4 separate regions of the Mus musculus genome follow, and regions 2, 3 and 4 are each linked to region 1. The links are chromatin contacts, called in public HiChIP or PLAC-seq and Micro-C maps. All regions are on one chromosome and are shown on one strand. Each heading gives the region's core, a stretch centred on a gene start, on an enhancer-like site or on the middle of the called end of the contact. The rest is flanking DNA. Distances are from core to core; before and after follow the strand shown.

Region 1 (5,525 bases), core at 773-3,272:
CTTCCAGGAGCAACTAGCAGAAGCTGATAGACTCTGGCCCAGGACCTGACATCCTAACTGCTCTCTGGAGAGAAAAGAGTGCCAGCACCTACCTTGATAACCTGGCAAGGTCAAGGTCTTTTATCTAAGGTGGTCCTCACAAGCCCAAAGCAGGATCTGATATTTACAAGATAATTCTTTTTTGGATGGAAAACAGCCAGTCCCGGAAAACAGAGAAAGATGGGCATTTTGTGTTTCAATTTTAAAACCTTAAAAGTAAGGGATGGATTCTGTCCTGCTTGTCTCAGTGTAGCTGCAAATGATCATCCTGAGAAGGAAGCCTACTGGGAAGCCATGGGAAGTTAGGGCTCCGATCTCCCAACTTTCCAGGTCCTGCTTGGTTTTGTACGAGGGGCCTATTTCCACCCCCAGAGTCATGTTCAAGCCACAGAAGTTTCTGGCTTCTTCCAGGTGAGCAGAGGAGCCCCAGTGACCTTCCAGAATGGCACAAGTGACCTGTGATGGGAAGTGACAGGGCCAACCAAGGCCTTGACTTTTAGTCCCAAGTTTATGTCCCCAGAGAGGTGGTTTTTACCTTCCTTGTCTCTGTGTGTGCAGCATTCCTTCGTCTTCTATACACACACACACACACACACACACACACACACACACTAACACACACACACGCTAACATAGACATATTAACACACACAGCACACAGTAACACATACACTAACACAGACACTAACACACACACTAATACACACACTAACACACACAGTAACACACACAGTAACATACATACAGTTACACACACACTAATACACTAACACACGCTAACACACACACACTAACACACACACCCTGGAACATGCTGCAGACTACCGTTGAACCACTTCCTTCCACAAGGTTCTCAGCCAACACTGAGCTCAAGCAAGTTCCCTGACATCTCTCTGCCACATTCACTGACCTACAAGGAGCACTTGGGCGGGCTGCAGGCATGGCAACGACCAACCAAGCCAGCTACTTGATATCTTCATCCTGCTAACCTCACTCCTACCCCAGTCTACCCAGAGTCCAGACACAGTGGTTCATGGGGAGGGGTAGGTTGGGTGTTGAGGTCACACCTCAGGTGCTCCTCTAGCCAGCAAGAAGGGTCAAGGAGCATCCTTAAAACCACAGCAACTGACTCAAGAGACAGAGGAGATGAAGGTGACTCATTCTCTTGGAAAGACCCTTCTACCCTTAGGGTTTTAGGGAGCTGGTCGAGGACAAAGAGACCACCTTCTGGCATCACCCCAAGCTGGTCTCTTGTGTGGGCCCCTTGCCTCATCCTGCAGTCAGGATGGTCCTAAGAGTCTACAAGCATGTCAGTCCAGCTTCTGTTCTCTGTGACCCTAAGTGCTAGCAGCTCCAGATGCCAACAGCTCTAGGTGCTCACGGAGCAGGGTTGGAACTTAGGGCAGTAGAACCTGACCCTAAGAGTATTAGGACAGATGCAGCTGCTGCAGTTCCCAAGAATGAGGTGCAGGTGGTTAAGGAGGCTCTCACATCAGGCCCACCAGCACTACCCACAGCTCTTTCCTCTTAACATCCCAGTTTTCCCCACTTGAAAACTAAGCCAGAGCTGCCCACAAATGCCTACCCAGCTGGAGCCCTGCAATGGTGTGGCACGCGAGCGCGCGAGCGCGCAGGTCAGTGCCAGTTGGTCTGACTTGGTGGCTGCTGCTGGGATCAGGAACCCAAGACTTTCCTGGGTGGAGTGCAGCCCGCTTTCCCTGCCCATTCCCTCAGCGAACTGCTGACAGTGGCAAAGCCACGTTGCCATGCTTGGAGGGAGGGGGCAGTAAGACGGGACGGGACGGGACATAACTCTCTTTGCTTTGATCTTAATGGGAAAAAAAAGTTTGGGTTTGATTTCGCCTGGAGCTTGCTGAGAGTTCCTGACTGGGCTTGGCCTTGCACGGGGAGGGAGAATCGGGGGTCTTTAGGACCCGGGTGCACTCGGACCAGCGGTGCCGGGAGGCCGACCTGCCGCGGCTTGAATGGGAGGCGGGCGGCGGCGCCGAGAGGCTGGCGGCGGACTAGCTCTACGGTCGCCAGGCAACCGCCCTGACGCAACGCAAAAGAACGTCCCTTCAAAAAAGAACGGTGCGGAGAATTCGCACCGCTACGGAGCCCGGGAGCTCGGGAGGCGGGAGCCGAGCTCCGAGGGAGGGCGGGCGCGGGCTGGCGGCGGGGACCGCGACAGCTCCGAGGACGCGCGACTGGAGCTCAAGAAGGTGGGTTCGCGGCGGTGAGGCTTGGCTGAGGTGCTCGGGGTGCCCAGGTCTTCAGGGTGGGCATTGGGGTCCCTGGATCCCACAGCCCTGGAGGGGCGGGGGGACACCGCCATAGGACAGCGTGGTTCCCTCGTATTTGCTCCTGGGGTTTCAGGCCTCTCTGGAAGGCGGGGGGGGGGGGGGGGGGGAGGGGGGCGGGGGGGCAGGTGTGGACTCCATGCCTCTGGTCCCAGCTCAGGGATATGTATGATTCCAAGTGGGAACCTGGGGGGTCTGTAATGAGAGAGAGAGAGAGAGAGAGAGAGAGAGAGAGAGAGAGAGAGAGAGCTCTTGGGACTGGTCTAGATCAACTCATCTAGGCTGATAACCCCCACACTTATACATCTAAGAGAGATGAGAGTTCTTTTGGGGGGGGGGTGAGACAGGGTTTCTCTATATAACCCTGGCTGTCCTGGAACTCACTTTGTAGACCAGGCTGGCCTCGAACTCAGAAATCTGCCTGCCTCTGCCTCCCAAGTGCTGGGATTAAAGGCGTGCGCCACCCTTAACTCAGGGCTCTTAGCCATATGGCACCCCAAGAGTGATGTCAGGGATACCAGAGGGACTGTACACCCAAACGATGTGCAGTGAATGAGCAGGTCAGCCTTAGAGCTGGGCTCCTGAATGGCCAGAAAGACAAGTGTGTGTGTGGCGGGGTGGGGGTGGGGGCTTTCTCTCAGACGTGGTTTCTGTATGTATGGGTTCTGTTGTGGGTAAGCCCTCTTGGGGACATCTGGAAGATGAGTTGGCTCCAGGTTGGTGTCCTCAGTTTCATTCACTCACCAGCAAGTTCTGTCTCTCCCTCCCACCACCAAACCATCATCCATGGAGAATCTGGGATGAGACCATGTCCTGTACAGAGTGCCTAGTAGATGTGGCTCCAAAGTAGCTTCCCCTCCACACACCAGAGTTCTCTCCATTCTCCTCCCTCCCCTTCTCTTCTCTCCTCTTCCCTTTCCTCTTTCCTCTTTCCTCTCTCCCCTCTCCTCCTCCTCCTTCCTCTCTGTCTCTCTGTCTCTCTGTCTGTCTGTCTCTCTCTCTGTGTCTGTCTGTCTCTCTCCTTTCTCTCCTCTCCCACCAGGCTTGGGACTCAAAGTCTTGGCAAAGCCAAGGTAACCAAGGTACCTGTTAGCCTGTCCTCAGCCTGGAGATGGAGGACCCTGCCAGAGTGGTTTTCAAGAGCTTGGCAAAGCAACTACATGCTGTCCGTCAAGCAATGGCATGAAGGTGCTCTTCTCCAGAGCTCCTCTCCTGATCTCACTGCTGAGAACCCAGGTAGCCTCAGTCACTGAGCCTTACGATTACCATTTGAGGAGACAGTGTGAGTCTCTGCAGACTGGAACAGTTTGTGTGGCTTTGGAAAACACAGAGACACGCCTGTGCCTCACCCTTTCACTCCAGAAATGCTCTTAGAAAAAGATTGCTTCAGGAGGCCAGGGAACCTACCTTGGCCCCGAGACAGGAAGGAACTACTCACACCCACGGTCACGAGAGGCTCGTCATGTGGCCTTAGAAAGTCCCCTGCATACACAAAGCCCTGACTTCGTTACCCAGTTCTGCATAAACTGGGACCTGGTGGCATGTGCCTGTAATCCCAGCTCTTGGGAGTTGGAGACAAGAGGATCAGAAGTGCAAGTTCATTCTTGGCTACCTAGCAAGTTTAAGGCCAGCTTGGGCTACATGAAACCTCATCTTAAGACGAAACAGAAGAAGAAAATGAAGCAACCGGAATCTCATACTCCAGTGCACTCTGGGTCAGTGAGGAGGAAGGTGATCTAGAGGGATGAGATTGGCTCAGCTCGTGGGAAACGAAGATAGTGGGCTAATGTTTAATAGGAAGTGGCAGTTGAGCTTCCATAAAGGCTAGGTTGACAGGATCTGGGGACCTGGGCCAGGGGTCCTGCCCCTTAAGAACCAATTGTCTCCCCAGTAACAGCTACCACTTTTCTCTTGAGTAGAGAGCAAAGGAAAGGAGAGGGGAGAGGACACCAGGGGTCAGAGGTTGTCTTAGCCTACCCCCGCCCTTCCTATAACAACCTGTCCTCCTGAAAAGCCCACCCTCTCCCCTCTACCAAGCCACCATGTCAGATCGTCTCAGGAGTAGCTCTGTGGACAGTCGTCCTGAGTCTCATGGGCATCAGGGGAGGGCCTTGTTCTCTAAGGTAGCTCCCCTCAATCAGGCCCTCTGCATACCTCAGCCTCTCCAAGAGTCCCCTGGCATATGGTAACTACCTTCATGGAAGTATTTACAGAGTACCATCCAATGGGACAGGCTTCAGTTTCTCACCTCAGAGAGGTCAACTGAGCCCTCCTTTCACACTGGGGCTGAAAATTCTTTTTAGGGTACTCGGAATCAAATGTGGGAGCTGGTTGATACTGGATCCCAGGATGTGTTACAATGGGACCTGTAAGGCAAACCTGGGTCAAATCTCATTTTTCATGTTGAAGGGCAAATTTGCATGAATCCAGGCCTCAGCCTATACAGTGGCTACTACGCCAACTTTTAAAGGCTGGTCTGTATTTCCTCATTCCAAGAGGTCAGCAGAGCCTCTGAACAGAGCCTAGGGACAGACCAATGGCAGCCAGAAGGACCTCGGCTGAGAAAGTGGGAGTAAAAACCTTGAACAAGTTTTGATGAGGACCTGTATGACCAGGAGGCCATGGGGTAGGCCTATTTCCCCTACTTATCACCAGGTCAGTAGTGACATCAGATGCTTAGTCTTTGAGTATGCACAGATGTGGAACCCTGGGAACATAAGACAGACCTGAGCCTGACCAAACTAAATAGTCAGACAGCAGCTGCTCCAGACCCAGAGCTGCCTCATCTGTCTTGTTGATCAGTTGGTAGCAGCTGCTGAAAACATGGCGGGCTGCAAGCCTGTTATCAAGTTTGAGTGAAAGCCAGTAGGATGGCAAGTTCTGCCCACACATGGGCATCTTTTGATGCGTTTACTTCCAAAGCGCTGGCAGATCCAGTGAGCCTGTCCTGGGGGCTTTCCAACATCCCAGCCATCTGCTTCTTGGTACCCTGACCATCTCCTCCTTGGAGTACTCCCTAGATACTTTTAGTTTACAAGTCCATCTGTCCTTCAAATTCATGTGTCAACCCACCCCTCTGGAATACCTCTGTCTTCAAAAGATCAGGGGGGGAAAAAAAGAACATGTTTGCTTTGCTGATCACTGAATGCTTCTGCTGCCAGAGAGAACATCGGCACACCTGCACTG
Region 2 (5,068 bases), core at 43-2,542, 310 kb before region 1:
GGGAGCTGAAGGGAGAGAAAGAAGGCAAAGGTCTTGAGCAGCCCGTGGGGTCCCTGGAGGGAGTCGGATCCCATCCTGGAGCCCCCCAAAGCCTGGGGGTTAATAGGACTGTAGCCTTTAGTGGGATGGAGGCAGGAAGAAGGTTGAGCTAGCTGGTCAGTCCAGTTTTCATTCCAGGTGTTGAAGTCATTTCAGTTTGGGTCACAGCCTCAGTATGGCTTCCAGGAAAGGTCACTCCTTTGTGGAAAAGACTTGAAGACCCCCTTCCTGGCAGCCAGAGACACTTTTGGCTTAGACACTTAAACATCTCTAGCTCCTGCCAAGGGCCAGGCTCTGGGCATGTCAGAGGACATTTTGGGCTTTTAGCCAAGAAAGGCTGCTCATTTTTGTTTGGACTTTTTACCCTAAAATAAGCAGCCAGTTTCTACCTGTTGTCAGCAGCTGGGACAGCTGGCCTTGGACAGATGGCCATGGACCTGCCTTTCCGCAAGTTTTCTGAGTTCTTCCTGTATTCCACTTAACTGGGGTTCAGTAACTACACTTCCACTCCTGTCCTTAACTGGGAGCCTACCAATAGAACCTTGGAATCCACTAGATCCAAACCTTTCTTATCGTCACAAGCCTGGCTACAAGATACCATGCTGACATGAGGCCATTCCTATATTACAGGATAGACCTAAGGATTGGAGAGATCTGAGGGTGCTCGACCCTGGGGTGGGGGTGGGGGTATGCTATGACCTGTCAGATCAACTAGGTCAGCCAGCTTCTCACTGGCTAGCTTACCACACAAGATGGGGGGAGGTTCATATGGCCTGGCAGGAGTTCTGAATTTCATAACATGCCTTGGACAAAATTCATGGGGTTTTGGTTTCTCTCTTTCTTTTTAAACTAGGGATCGAACCCAGGGCCTTGGGCTTGGTAAGTAAGAGCTCTACTTCTGGGCTACAATCCCAGCCCAGTTCTAGTTTTTGGTTGCTTCCCTTGGTTTGAGTATTTCTACGCCATTATAGTCTGAGCTTCAGAATATAAGGCCAGGAGGCTCCTCCAGACATTTCCAGGTCCCCGAGCCAGCGGGGCCTTCCCGAGGAATGCATGTCACGAAGATGTTGTATCTTCCCAGTGCAGGGTACCTGCAGAGGTCCCTGGAGAGCATCTCTGTGCGAAATGGAAAGAGAGCAGACAAACCACCAGTTTCTTTTGGGTTTAACACAGCTTGCAGAGTCCCGGGATGAAGGGGGAGGGGCCGGCAGGGGCGGGGGCGCGGTCAAGCATCACGTGACGAATCAGCCCCCAGCGGAGGGCGGAGCTGCGCGGGTACTTAGGAGTGCACGGGAGAGGCCAGGAGCGGCTCCGTTTGGCTTGGTGGCTGCAGGCCCAGGCTGTCGCGCTGCGCTCGGTGAGTTTGCCCGGGGCACAGTGGCTCCATGGCGGAAGTCACTTTGGCTGGGGTCGGGGGAGCGGGCTGAGCAGCGGTGGTGGAGACAGGCCCTTCACTTGCCCAGGGCGCAGGCGCGGTTCCTCCGCGGCCCTAGATGCTGCTCGCCCTGGCGGATCGCGGTCTTAGGCTCCCGCAGGCTAGACCGGCAGAGCTCCAGCTTTCACGCTTTAGGGCCGAGCCTGGTGACCCCGCGGTGATCGGCTTCTTTCCAGTGGCCTTGGCGCACTTCAAGGGCGGAGGTGGGGACTTCGGGGAGCTCCGAGGGAGGAGCTTAAAGGGAAGGGTTCAGCTCTGGCCCTTCCAGCTCGCAGATTGCAAGTCTCAGGGGTGCTCAGGGCGAGTATCGACCTGCATCTAGTGCAGGTTTGTGGCTTATTCTAAAGAATCTGCCCCGGGAACTTTTCCACACACAAACCCACGCAGTGCCTGGCACCCTAAAAGACCTGTTCTATTGAGAATGGGAACCTGGTAGTGGGTGGCTGGGGTGGAACCTGCACGAAGAGTTAAACCGAGAAACAGGAAGAGAAGCAGAGCTAAAGGATAGGGGCTCTCCCAGAACCTTTCTCTGGAGGGGAATGGCCAATGTGATGGAGGAAAGGTACTTGCAGGACAGCCTCCTTCAGTCAGGGCCCTGCTAGCCGGGAGAGATAGCATCCTCTCCCAGAGTGCTGGGCGTGCGGACCAAGAGATAGGTAAATTGGACTTGGTCCCCTAGGGCCCAAGAGTAAAGGACTAAAACCCATCCGCACCTTACCTCCACCTAACCAGATCCCCTCACGTGTTTGGGAAGGGAGATAAATTGTGGGATTGAAAGGGAAGTTTAACTCCTTTTAGTGTCTCGGGAAGACTGATCTCCAGGTGCTTCCTGTGAGGGACTGCTGTGGAGGTATGGTCTGCAGTCCCCGGATTCAGAGTAGCATTTGCAAAATGTTGGTGAAGGTGTCATCTTTGTTCGAAGCCGTTCAGGGGACAGTTGTTTCCCATAGGCTCTGGCCATGGTGACCTAAAACTCCAGAGTCCCCAGAGCCATACCAGAGCAAGGCAATCACGGCACTTGGAAGGCTGAGGCAGGAGAATCGCTGTGCATTGGAAACCAGCCTGGGCTATGTAATGGATTCCACAACAGTGGGACTACAGAGGGAAACGGTTTCATTTCTTAATCCCTCCTTCCTTCCTTAAAAAAAAAAAAAACTCATGCTTAAAAGAAGGTGGAGGAAAATGACCTCTGCTCCTTTAAAGCCACGTGACCCAGGCCTACGGGACTGCTAGTGGGGTGGGGCGAGCCGGGCCCACGCCTGTGCTTCACCAGCCCAGGTGCCAGCAGAGATTTCCAGCATTCCCCTTGACGTTGGCCTAAATGTTTTCAGACTAGTCAGGCAGTGGAGGGTTGGCGCTCTTGGCTCCAGGTTGAAACTGTTCCCTGGAGGTGCTGGCTCAGCATTCTAGGCTACGGCCCTTTTATGGTATGGGTAGAAACCTTTAGATATAGGAGTCTCCGGTTGGCCACTGACTTTTGATGTACTGATGTAAGGAAAATATTAGCTATGTGTGAGGTGGAACTCTATGCAGTAGAACTTTTGAAAATCAAAAGGGAAACCAGGAACTTGAGTATGATTGGTGTGAAGGGTTGTGGTGGGGCCTCTAGGTAAGGTGAGGTGTACAAAGGTCTCTATTGCCTTTGCTTAGTTAACATATCCCTGCTCTGGTACTCTGCAGGAGCTGCCTACGGAAGGGTGGGAGAAGGATCAATCTGGAGTCCTTTTGTTGCTTATTTTCCACCCAGCACTGAACATGGTGGAAGTTCTAGGGGTGGAGTTCTGCCTCCCTCGCACTGATATCCAACCCAGAGCCTCGTGCATCCTAATCATGCAGTCTGCCACTCTATCATACCCAGCCAGCTTTAACCAGTCTCCTCCCTCCGCTAGCCCTCTCAGTTTTTTGAGGCAGGTTTTACCCTACTGTAGGACAGTTTTGCCTCAACCTCCTGAATGCTAGGGTTACAAACAATAGCTAATGCTCCTGGGTTAGGCCATATTTTTATTTTATTTTATTTATTTATTTATTTATTTATTTGTTTATTTATTTATTTTGAGAACAGGGGTGTGTAGTAGTTGTGGCTAGCCTGGAACTAACTGGCTATGTAGACCAGGATGGCCGGGGCATGATGGGGTACACAAACTCAGAGATAAATCTGCCTCTGCCTCCCCCGTGCTGGGATTAACTGGGATTAAAACCGTGGGCCACCACCTAGCAATCCTTTCATTTTTACCTTCAAGCCTGAACCCCCCTTCCTGCAGACCTGAGGCCTTCCAGGCTCAGGTTTGGGGTAGAAGTGGGTGGCTCCTCTTTGGTGGGTCTTGCTTGGTTGGGGTCGGTTTGGCTCCAGGACTTGCTTTGTCTGTCACAGGGACTTTGACAGCTGTTGCTTTCCTTATTCTTTCCTACTTCTGCACTTGAGATACCATGTCTAAGTATTGGTTTATGTAACTTATAGTGTGTTCACTTATTGTTCACTCAGTTGATAAGATTTGTTGGTGTTGACTGATACCTGTAGATTTAACAGTTATTTTAATTTGTTGGGGACAGGTGGCAGTGTGACAGGGGCTTCATGTATCCCAGCTAACTCACCACATAGGAGAGGATGGCTTTGAACTCCTGATCTTCCTGCCCACTTCCCAAGTGCTGAGATTACAGGTGTGCACCCTGTCAGGCCAGCGAGCTTAGTTTATTAGTCTTCTTTTTCTTCATTTATTTGAGACAGGGCTATGTAAACCAGGCTGGCCTTGAGCTCACAGAGATTCACCCGCCTTTGCCGCCTGAGTGCTGGGATTGAAGGTGTGTGCCACCACCACCCTTTTTTTTTTTTTTTTTTTTTTTTAATGTTAGGGTTTAGTTTAGCAGGGTAGTGAACAAGTTAATCCCAGCACTCTGAGTTCAAGGCCAGCTTGGTCTGTCTAATGAATCCTAGGTTAGCCAGGGCTACATCGTGATCCTGTCTCAAAAACAAAACAAAACAAGAACCAAAAAACAAGTTTGGGTTTAGGTTTGGGATTTGGTTATTGAGACAGGATCTCATATAGCCCAGGTTGGTTTCAAACTTGATATGTAGCCAAGGAGAACTCAAGATCTCTCCTGCCTGAGTGCCTTTTAAGTGCTGAGCTTAAAACATGTATACCACCACACATCTACAACTATTGGGTTCTTTAGGTCCTAAGCCTGGGTATCTAAGTTTAGGTGTAGTTGGATGTAGTTTCTAAATATTTTTGTGTGTATGTGTGTTTTGTGTGTACCAGGGGTCTATGGGCGTCTTTCACAATCAATCTCTGCTTCGAGAGGCCAGGCCACTTATGCCCAGAGCTTATGCATTTGGTTGGTCTGGCTGGCCAGCTTGCCTCTGGAACCCCTTTGTCTGACTCCCAAATCCTGGGATTCCCAATGCAGGCCACCAAGTCCTCTCAGCATTTCCCTACTGGGAAATGACTGCACAGCAATGCCTTCCTCACTGGGCCATCTCCTGCAAGCCCTACTTTCTCATTTTTAAAATTCAGGAGGTTTGTGACATTGGGAGACTTTATGAGAAAGTGAAGTCACCTGCAAGTCTGTGACTTGGTCATAGTCACTTAGGTAACT
Region 3 (5,198 bases), core at 2,266-4,765, 400 kb after region 1:
ACCATGACACATAGATTTGCATGCTCCCCCCTTTAAACAGGGGTTCGCTTCCAGTGTCTGAGGATTTCCCTTTTAAAATTTCAGTGATCAGAAATGTTTTTCTTTTCTATTAGTCACTGGAAAGGATGATGTCAGGCTGTCAGGCTCCTGGCGCCTCTCTCTCGGCGAGCTGGGATTGGATGATGTCCATGGGATGAGATCTTTTGACTCAGAGGCTTTAAGGTCCTTGCTAAATTTGAACAACCTGTCTGTGCCCCACCATGGTGAGATCAGAGCCGTAACAACACAAGATTTAACTTCTTGAAACCCGTGGTGCCTTTTCTTGTGGTGCTTTTCCGTCATGTAACTCCACTCAAGGTGGCCACTTGCAGCAAACAACAGTACCAGGACTTCTCTATAGTCTTGTGTGTCAGTGTAGTCAGAGACGTGAGCGTATACACGTGTCAGTCAACATGGATAGAGATGTACCACTGTGGTTCTATAATTATGTACTTGAGGTTCTGATGCAGCTTTGGTGGGGGTTGATCATTCCTCTACAAGACTCTAATGCTCCACTAGACCTTCTGGCTCTCTGCAGAGTAATGATCTTGGGGATGGACGCTGACAGGTGAGAGGAGCTACCTGTCCTCCTGTCCCTGAGATGAGCTCTCTTCCTTTGTGAAAGTTGCTGTCTCCGTGACACAGAACACTTGATAAAGGAGCACAAGGCAGCTTCTTTTAAACTTCCTTTGGTGCTGATATTAAAAAAAAAAATTCTTTGTTCATTTTGCTTCCTTGCTCATGGCCAGAAGCTGCTTTTCCAAAAAAGAAAAAGAAAAAAAGAAAAAATCTCAACTCACCAATCAAAGTTGACAAAGGATGGTTTTGGGAATAAGAGGTGAGAGGTCAGGCATTCTTAATTTGTGTCTAGACTCCAGACAGTCTCCTCTGTAACCTTCTTAGGTCTCTCAGACTCAGTTTCCCCATCTAAAATGGTTCCCATACTATTTCCATACCTCACGGGGAAGACTATTCATTGAATTGGCTGTTAGGGGCACAGTCAATAAATTGAATTTGGAGACAGCAGCTTGACCTGACTTTGAGATTCTGTGTGTATGTCATTGAGACTTTCACCCTGAGGCTTGGTTCGCTCCCTCTCTGCAGCTACCATCACGGTTTCATCTCCTCCCTCCAGGAATACCTATGGATGGTGTGTAACTGATGGAGAGTCTCTAGGCCGTTACAAGGGAACATCATTAATGCTGTTTAAGGTGCTAGAATCAAACCTCATTTTATACACTTTGGTTCTTAGAGAAAAAAACATGCAGAATTCTCTCTGTGAGGCCTTATAATAGATTGTTATAGCTGGTTGTTTATCCAAAAATGGAGAGGGAACAGAAAACACAAAGAAGATGCAGAGACTTTGCATAAACCATAACTAAAAGACCTTTGTTGTTTCCTATATTAATGTAAACTACCATATATGTATACACATGTGTGTGCATATATGTCTATATATGCTGAAGGCATATAGCAAGAGTGGAAATGTGTATAGTATTCTAAACTCTATTTTCAGTTTTCCCTTGGTTTGTGACGTTGGGTACATGTGTGTGGAAGAGAGTCTGCTGAGGGATGGATGACAGGTGCTGAATGTGAAACAGGAAATCCTCCATCTTCTTTTCTGTTCCATACCTTATAGAAGGCAGGCTGAATGACAGGAGAGAGACATAAAGAAAGATGTGAATATGCTTTCTCATGTTCTGCACATGGATATTACATTTGGCTGTTGTTCATTCTCTATTTGTATTGATGACTGCCTAAGGTGTTCACACATAACATTTACCTCAAGAAAGCTTAAAAAAAAAGGCAGTTTTTTTTTCCTCTCTCATTTCTTAAAAAGTAGTGACTCTCCCCTAACCAAAATGTGGGGCATTGCCACAGAGAGATCAGTAAGAGAATCAAACCATTTCTGGTGCTTTTCTTCATGCCTCGTCCCCAATCCTCTCTTTTAACTGCTACTGTAAGCAAAAATCTGAGATCTAACTTTGTGTAAGAAGTAGTGTGGGGATTCAGGCACGGTGTACTGGTGAATCCAAACTTTGCTGGAACAGGCAGCAATGGGTCTTTCAAAGGTTGGGGTTGGCTTGTGTGGTTTTGGTCTTTAGTGCTGGTGTGTGTGTGTGTGTGTGTGTGTGTGTGTGTACTGTATATGCGTTTCTGTGTATGATGTGTCTGATGGACAGAGAACAAAATACTGCAAACAGAAATGAACAGAAAATCAAATCAATCTATCAGATGCTATTTCTCAGATGATGTACTCGCTCGCCTTGGTGAGAAGCCACTGTCTCACAGCTATGCAATCTTCCAGTTTCCCTCCACCCCCTTCACCTCAGATTCCAAGCTGTTTTCCATATCCCTCACAGATTGGTTTTTTTTTTTTTTTCTCTTTATCCAAGAACCACAATGACCAATCTCTGGTTCAAGGTGAGCATGCTACAGTGATTCTTTGCCTGAATTTAAGAGCTAACAACCACAACAAAAAGTTTTCTTTGCTTTCATTTGAAATGATTCGATGTACTAATCCTGTTTGGTTCTGTACGCGATCTGATGTGCACTTTGTGTTTCTGTGTTTACAGTTTGTTTTCATCCTCTTTGGTTCGAAATGTTTAATTTCCTTTAGAGACTCTACTTTTCATGGTTTTGGGGATGTATTGACTTAATTCAAGAAAAAAAAATTTGGCTTAAGTGGAGCAATGAGCCTGTGATCTCTGTGGCTGAGGGCAGGGTGGCGGGTAGTGTGCACCAGGAGCTATTACTGTAGCCCTACCAACCTGATCCTGACACAGACCATAGCTTGGAGCTGGTGTGCTCTGGGGAGGATCTGACCTGTTGGATGTTTCCCTTTCTTTATTTGTGGCCATCTATATGGAGTAACCTGTCCCCAGAGGGCCAAGTCGAACCTTCCACCTCAGCTTTTGGCCAGTTTCATCTTTCCCAGATAGATGTCACTGCATACCCACTGACAAACCTCACTTTTCTGTCCCCATCCCCTGCCAACATGGACATCAACTTGCCTCTGTTTTCCCGTTGAAGCTAATATAAGTACAAGGGGACTCTTCAAGGGCCTGAAAGCATAAATGCTCAGGAAGTCAGCCTTTCAGTGTGTGCTGTGTGGTGGAGTGATATTCTAAGTATGCTAGCTTCCAGCTCATTGACAATGTCTGTGAGGCTAATTCAAGTGAACTAACACAGCTTCACAAGGTCTTGAGACGTAGTTATAAGGAAGAAGAGAATCCCCGGGTTCTATAAAGCACAACCTAGGCAGGGAAAGCCCTGCAGGCAGAAGGCAGCTCCTCCCTTATTTAGGCTGAGAATGCACAAGTCTGATTTTTGTTCGTGGTTTACAAATCTTGCACAAGGTGGCTGAGCCATCCAAGACAGTTTTTAACAGACAAATTCAGACACTGCCTAACTGCTGTAGCACAAGCTGCTCCCTCGCTCTAACTGATGGGAACATAGATGGAATTCCTTGAGATAAAGAAGGAGATCATTGCTTGCATGAGAGTAGCATAGTCTTTAGCATTCCTCCTGCCCCCTCCCCCCGCAATCTCCCTATTCTCTTAGTTATCAAGAGATGCTTGAGACATATCCCAGGAACTTCTTACTCTTTCTTTCTTCTTCAGTATCTCTTTGGACATTGTTTTCTGGAGACTTTGAGGCCGCCCACCTATATAAACACCCCTCCCAGAAATCCATGCCAGAATCTAATCCATCTGCAAGGTTTAGACCCCTTTCTCTCTGGACCTATGCTATCCATGTTCAGGCCCAGATATGGCCATTCAGATACAATGTTTCCAGGTCTTCCAAGAAATGCAGGTTTGGGGCAAAATGAAGAGAAGCCAGAGGGAAAAGTATGATGGCTGAGTCAACTCCTAACTCTGGGAAGGGACACATATTCCTGCCTTTGAGGTCTGTGATGGCAGTGATTCTCAGGGACTGTGTCTGTGGGTATCAACTGTTCATGACTATACCCTGGCTGAGGAAGCGCCTGTCAGAATGGGCATGCCTTTCTGTAGTTTGTGGGCTGCCCTATGGTAGAAGTGCCTACCACTAGGTGCCACTTGAGACAGTGCACTCGTGTACATGCCAAGAATGTCGAGGCTGGGGAAGCGTGTGAAGCCCAGAGTGTTCCCAGGATGACTTATCAAGGGAAGGAAGACAATCAGGGGACAGCCAAGCTCTCAAGTTCCCCGTAGCACCAGGAATCATGCTGTCAGAGTAATCCCCATCAGGACCATGGGGCAGTGTTAGCCAATCGTAGCAGGATACTTTTACAAGGTCAGGGATGCTGACTTGACTAAGAGCAAGCAAAGCAAGAGACTGATGCTGCTCCCTCACCTAGCTTGGTCCACCAAAATCTTACAAGGCTAGAAATCTCACTCCATGTTACAGGCCATGAAACAGAGACCCATAATGCCTTGAACAGGGTTCTATGGTCAGTCAGAGGTACAGCTGAGGGACTACACAGTAGATTCTGGTCTGCCTCAAGTGTTCACTCATTTTCAGGCTCTTCCCGTATCATTTTTTTTCTTGTCAAAGCTCACAATGATTAAGTGGCTCACATAGCCTGGTAGAGAGTGAGATGGATACCAAGAAATCTGCCATTTTGTTTCCATCCAACAAACACAGCAGGAGGGCCCCAGGCAGGAATCTGAGAAGGTGTCAACCTGAGGTGGGGATGAGCATAGGGCTGGAGCCATGTCTTCTCCTGTCCTGACATTTCTAGGCAGGTTACTTGCCTCCCAGGAGCTTCTGTTTTCCTGTCTCTAAGAAGCAGAGGTGGGGCTGCAGCCTCTATGAACCATGCAACCAGGTAACACTAGACAGCAGGATGAGCAGTACAGTGCTGGAGAGTCTCATATAATGAACTGATGTGTTCAGACCTAGGAAGGCCAATCATGCTCCAAAGCTAAACCAGGGAAGGGAAGGCATCATGACAAGATGGAACCAACTTAAGTGAGAATCACAGCCTCCACCACTGGAGGCAGGAAACAGCGATGGAGGGTAGCACGGGGAGCAGAAAGGGAGCCAGAGAAGTGGGCATGTGGGGTACCTGAGAGGGGTTTGAAGGTGGGGAAGATAAGACAGATATACCCTGCTGACCGTCTCAGTCCCTGCCACTGTATGTTTGCAACCACAGCTCTCCCAGACCACTGCCT
Region 4 (5,149 bases), core at 2,002-4,501, 380 kb before region 1:
CCCACAACAGGCTTCTCCTTTCCTGGGGCCTCAAGTCTCTTGAGGATTAGACACATCTTCTCTTACTGAGGCCAGACCAGGCAGTCCTCTGCTATATATGTGCAGGGGGCCTCAGACCAAGCCGTGAATGCTGCCTGGCTGGTGGCTCAGTCTCTGGGAGCTCCCTGGGATCTGGGTTAGTTGAGACGCTGGTCTTCCCATGGGGTCGCCCTCCTCTTCAGCTTCTTCAATCCTTCTTCTGATTCCACCCCATCTTCTCCTCTCCTCTTTCCCTTGCCACAGTTCCTGCTTAAGTCTTTAATTCCCAGTATTCCTGCCCACCACCACCACCACAATTCCAGAGCCCCACACCCCCATCTCCCTTTAAAGCCTCCTTCCTTCTCCCTCTTATGGCCCTTTCTAGCCTCCTGGGCTCTACAGATACTTCCAAATTAAATACATAAATCCTTCAAAGCCAGGACCCACACCCACATATGAGGGAGAATATGTAGCATTTGTCTTCTCCTTCTCCTTCTCCTCCTCTCCCTCCTCCTCCTCCTCCTCCTCCTCCTCCTCCTTTGTTTTTTTGTTTTTTTGTTTTTTGCTTTTTCCAGACAGGGTTTCTCTGTGTAGTCCTGGTTGTCCTGGAACTCACTCTGTAGACCAGGCTGGTTTCGAACTCAGTAATCTGCCTGCCTCTGCCTCCTAAGTGCTAGCATTAAAGGTGTGCGCCACCACTGCCTGGATAACATTTGTCTTCTCGGTTACCTTACTCAGAGTAATGCATTCCAGTTTCATCGTTTTTTTTTTTTTCCTGCTAATTTCATTTTCCTTTGTGTGTGAATCACATTTTCGTTATTCATTCATTCAATGGACATATAAGTCGAATCCATTTCTTTGTTAATGTTTTTGGAATTATTTATTTATATGAGTACCCTGATGCTGTCTTCAGACACACCAGAAGAGGGTGTCAGACCCATTACAGATGGTTGTGAGCCACCATGTGGTTGCTGGGAATTGAACTCAGGACCTCTGAAAGAACAGTCAGTGTTCTTAACCACTGAGCCATCTCTTCAGTCCCCCAAATTCATTTCTTAATGACTCACACAATATTTCTAATCTTCGAAACACCCAGCTAGATCATCAGATATTCCTCATTCAGAGTTGGGTCACATAACCACCATCCAAAAGACAGTGAGGCGAATCAAAATGTCCCCATGTTCGACTCACCTGCACAGATAAACAAACAAACAAACAAACAAACCTCTTCTCAACAGTAAACAACAAAAGACAACACATAGAACAAGGGTAACAAGGAACAGGCCAACACCTGTGAAGATGGCTTTAAACTTTGAAGAAGGAATCAATAAAAGATGTTCAAGGATGCAAAGATAAAGACATCTAATACAGCATCCTGGTCACCTCCTTCCTGTCAACTTTAAATATGAGTGTAATCCCACAAAATCTTTGAATCACGCAGACTGAACCTCAAGCTCCTTAATAAAGTTTTTAAATAAGATTGTCATCAGAAATTCAGAAGATGAGGAGTCCGCCTAAGTCTCCTCCTAGATATCCAAGCCTTAACCAAGGAAGCCGATAACAGGACGTGACCAGCTGCATTGACAAGCAGCAGAGGAAAGACAAGGACCTTTCAATTAATAGGACCAACAACAAGTCATTCGGTCAGTAGGGACAACAATACATTGTTCATTAATTAGGGATGCCGCTCTGAAATAATAAGGCTGGTGGCTCATGCAGACCTTATCCCAGAATAAACTCAAAATGAATCAGAGATAGGAAATTATAAAGAGGGAGCCATAGGATTGCTTTATCATCATTTTACCTGAAATAGAGCACAAATGGCATTTTAGGAACTAGTAGGCTACATCAAGTGAATCGTTCTTCCCATGGAAAAGGCAAGAGGGAAAATAACCAGAAACACAACAAATAATAAATTCTTAGAAGCTGGTTAAAAGTTTCAAGTAAAATCTTTCAAATGTTAATTTTAGAAAGTCCTTGAGATTACTTCTATGAAGATATGATGTGTGTGTGTGTGTGCATTTGCATGTGTGTATGTTCGAGTGAAATGTGGGTGGTGTGTGCATGCATGTGCGTGTGTCTGTGTGTGTGTTGTGCATGTGCATGCTACAACCCATGTGTGGAGGTCAGGAGACAGCTTTGTCGAGTTGGTTTCTTTTTTTCCCTTCCCTTCTCTCTTTGTACATAGGTTCTAGGAGTGGCGCAGAGATGACCCTGAGCTGTCTCACTAGCCCAATATTGGAGTGCTTTTAAATGGAACACACCCAAGCTAAAAAAAAACCTTCTGCTACTCACAACGCAGCATTGTAGGCAACCTCCCAGACAAAACAATGGGGAAGAGAAGCTGGGCGCAACAGTAACCCCACGGACTGCCACTCACTTGAATTTTAAGAACATGGCACTGTGTCCAAAGCAGGGAAGGGGCTGTTTCTGGTGGGTGAGTGAGGAGGAAGAGGATGAAGAAAGTGTTGAGAACACTCTGGGAACCTGTATATGAACCCAAACATTTTAAGAGCCCCTCAATCCACTTGCACACAGAAGACCTGTCATCCACAATATTTCTTAATGAGTTCTTGGGCCTCATAGACACATTGGGAGCTTTTAATCAGTGAGTGGAGCTAGGAAGTGGGTCACATCATCCCAGAAAAAAAAAAAAAAAAAGTAACTAACAAGCTTTCCTGGGTAGCCTCTGAAAACCCCAAAGAGCTGGAAAGGCCTCCTAGGATAACAACAAATGCTGGAAGTGTTTCAGAATAGCAGCACAGATGTCCGGGGGAGCATAATTGTTCCTTCTGCGTGTGGTAGGCTAGTTCAGGGTCCAGTCAGAGCTCACCAGACCCCTGAGAGAACCAGGAAAGAGGCTAGCCCAGCCTTTCAGTTGAGCTCCCATTTTCTCTTCCAGACCTCAAGCATGGGCTGCCTGGCCACTCCCTGCCCTCTGAGTCTCTTCTCATCATTCTCAGAATGAGGCACTGTCCAGACAAGACCCAGGCTGTCCACCCTGTGGCGCCAGCAAGCGGAGAGCAGACAGCAGGGCCCCTGCCTCCACCACCTCCCTTCCCCTGGCACCAAAACAAATGACCTCATCTGAGGAACCAGCTCCTATCAGCCACCAGCCTCCCTCCAGGCCAGCAGAGGGATCAACGGGAGGGGAGGAGGCTGGCCCTGGGCTCTGCCTACTTTGGCACAGACCTGGTTCTGCGGAGCATCAGCTGCCGCCTTTAAATCAGGGAGGCTTCGGCTTTGTTCTTGGGTCCTGGATACTGGGTGAGCCCTACTCCTGCATGTAGCCCCCCCCCCCCCCCCGACGTCTCCCTCTGTGCTATCCTTGGGTACACATAACTACAAAGGACAGCCACCACACAAATAGCCAACGAAGGACTGAGGAGGCTCTGTGTATGCATGTGTGCATGCATGCATGCTTGCATGCGTGTGTGCTTGTGAACAGCCTCAGGTATTCATTCTTGGTTTTAGACACTACTCAGTGGCCTGGAACTCAGCAAGAAGGCTACACTGGCTGGCCACCAAGCCCAGGGATCCACTGCCTCTGCCTTCCAGGGGCTAGGGTTGCACACATATACACCACCTGACTTTTTGTGGTTATCATGGTTTTGGTTTGTATTGATTGATTGATTGGTTGGTTGATTGCACGGATGATTCTGGAGAGTCCACAGTGCCTTTACTCTGTGCAAGAGAGTCATTTCACCCAGTCCAGAAATGGAAGTCTAGGATTCTAACTGTGCCAGGGCCCCATCACCCCCTGTTCTGCCCTGGCACTGCAGTGGTGTGGTAGAGGCCTCCTATAGGTGATGGGGTGGCAGCCATGTCCCACCAGATGATGTGACTGACATGGTGGCTTTGATATCAGTATCTTTTTCCAATCTGGTTCAGCATTTAATGATGGTGCTCATGATGTTGTCTACCCAGGGGCAGACTCTCGAGACTTCCACAACATGTGACCTTCAGCAAAGTCTTAGAACACTTCTAGACCTCAGCAAGTAACCTACGAGAGGCGGTTATGACTGGTCCTGTCTTCAAGCTAGGCTGCAAGAGTCAAGTGGCAACTGAATCAGTGCATCATGCCCAGCATGGAGGAAGCCATCAGTCATCCTGGTCAGTTATCAAGATCCACAGGGTGGTGGCCTCGGAAAGTGTGCGGCTCCATCTGACTTCTCTATCCCAGTCAGTCTGACTGCACCTCCTGTTGAGTGTGTGAATAGGGGCCCAGTGACCTTCCCAAAGGTGGCTGGCATCCCTGTATGCTGGATCGCAGGACCCATTTTGGTCTTTCTGTCCTTGCCCAGGCTAGTATACACAGTGATTATGTATGCATTGCAAGCACCTTATTATTAGAAGAGAGCAGGGGTGTGGCTAAATCGGTAGAGTGCTTGCCTAGCACACAGGAAACCCTGGGTTCCATTCTCAGCACTGCATAAACGGTGCTGCTCAGTGCTGTAATCCCAGCACTCAGGAGATGGAGGCAGGGGAATCAAGTAAGTTCAGGCTAGCCTGGGATAGCTGAGACTAAAAAGAGGGGGGGCGGGGTGGAGGAGAAAGTGGAAAAAGAAGAGAGAAGGAGGAGAGAAAGGACTAGAGAAAGTAATCGTTAGACAAGAGGTGGATTTTGTTCAGCATCAGGGAAGACCTGTATCAGGTCTCTCTCCCCTGGAGGGCAGCAGATGAAGAAGTGCTACCTTGGATGTTCCCCTAAGTAAACAGAGTCCCCAGCCATTCAGCCCCAGTGTCTGCAGAGACCCCAGCACAGTGACGTCTCTTCTCCACAGGGATCACCATTGGTTGGCCTCTGCACCATGGGATAGATGATCGGACACTAACCTGAGGCAGAAGGAAGGGCCCTGGAGGATCTCTGTCACTCCCCAGAGCCTGCACTCTTACCAGCTCCTGAATGCCCACAGGGGCTTCCTGTGATTTTTGCCATGCTTCGCTTCTGTATCCTGCCTTCAGCAGGTACTACCCTCCCCCACCATCATACTCTGCTGGGGAAGGGATTGCTGAGAACAGCAATCGCCCAAGGACACACAACTACTGTACATGCTAAGTGTTCTGCCCTTATAGAAATACAAGGAAAAGAAACCCTCTTAATGTTTCCCCTCCACTATCCGTATGTGTC

What was found. A called contact is a pair of places that touch in the nucleus more often than the background predicts. HiChIP or PLAC-seq counts read pairs in DNA pulled down with a chosen protein or histone mark.
Region 2: a contact with region 1 is called in a Micro-C map of embryonic stem cells, with 1.8 times the contacts expected there. The contact joins the promoter of Ctsb here to the promoter of Fam167a in region 1. A contact is called at or near these places in 1 of 484 Hi-C or Micro-C datasets (embryonic stem cells), 1 of 115 datasets of contacts at active chromatin or transcription factors (bone marrow-derived dendritic cells) and 1 of 9 other capture datasets (adipose tissue).
Region 3: a contact with region 1 is called in an H3K27ac HiChIP or PLAC-seq map of extraembryonic endoderm stem cells, with 2.6 times the contacts expected there. The contact joins the enhancer-like site here to the promoter of Fam167a in region 1. A contact is called at or near these places in 9 of 39 promoter capture datasets (the 3T3-L1 cell line, the HPC-7 cell line, cranial neural crest and 4 more) and 1 of 115 datasets of contacts at active chromatin or transcription factors (extraembryonic endoderm stem cells).
Region 4: a contact with region 1 is called in an H3K27ac HiChIP or PLAC-seq map of extraembryonic endoderm stem cells. The contact joins the promoter of 2700070H01Rik here to the promoter of Fam167a in region 1. A contact is called at or near these places in 3 of 39 promoter capture datasets (embryonic stem cells, liver and stem cell-derived epiblast-like cells), 2 of 115 datasets of contacts at active chromatin or transcription factors (astrocytes and extraembryonic endoderm stem cells) and 2 of 9 other capture datasets (adipose tissue and embryonic stem cells).

What each region holds. Positions count from the first base shown.
Region 1 is chr14:63,434,372-63,439,896 of GRCm38.p6, forward strand. Fam167a (family with sequence similarity 167, member A) reads left to right here and starts at 2,023. Exons shown (of 4, transcript NM_177628.4): 1 at 2,023-2,261.
Region 2 is chr14:63,121,170-63,126,237 of GRCm38.p6, forward strand. It overlaps Ctsb (cathepsin B), which reads left to right and starts at 1,293. Exons shown (of 10, transcript NM_007798.3): 1 at 1,293-1,396.
Region 3 is chr14:63,832,671-63,837,868 of GRCm38.p6, forward strand. It overlaps a transcript of Xkr6 not described here. Among named protein-coding and RNA genes, the nearest start is that of Gm41175, 9.3 kb to the left of the region's middle. Within about 2 kb of position 3,516, at least 1 of the 459 cell types and tissues checked has an H3K27ac peak or open chromatin away from gene starts, as enhancers often do. A contact at or near this core is called in extraembryonic endoderm stem cells, where this site is marked.
Region 4 is chr14:63,051,822-63,056,970 of GRCm38.p6, forward strand. 2700070H01Rik (RIKEN cDNA 2700070H01 gene) reads left to right here and starts at 3,252. Exons shown (of 3, transcript NR_046019.1): 1 at 3,252-3,285; 2 at 3,946-4,131; 3 at 4,803-5,149.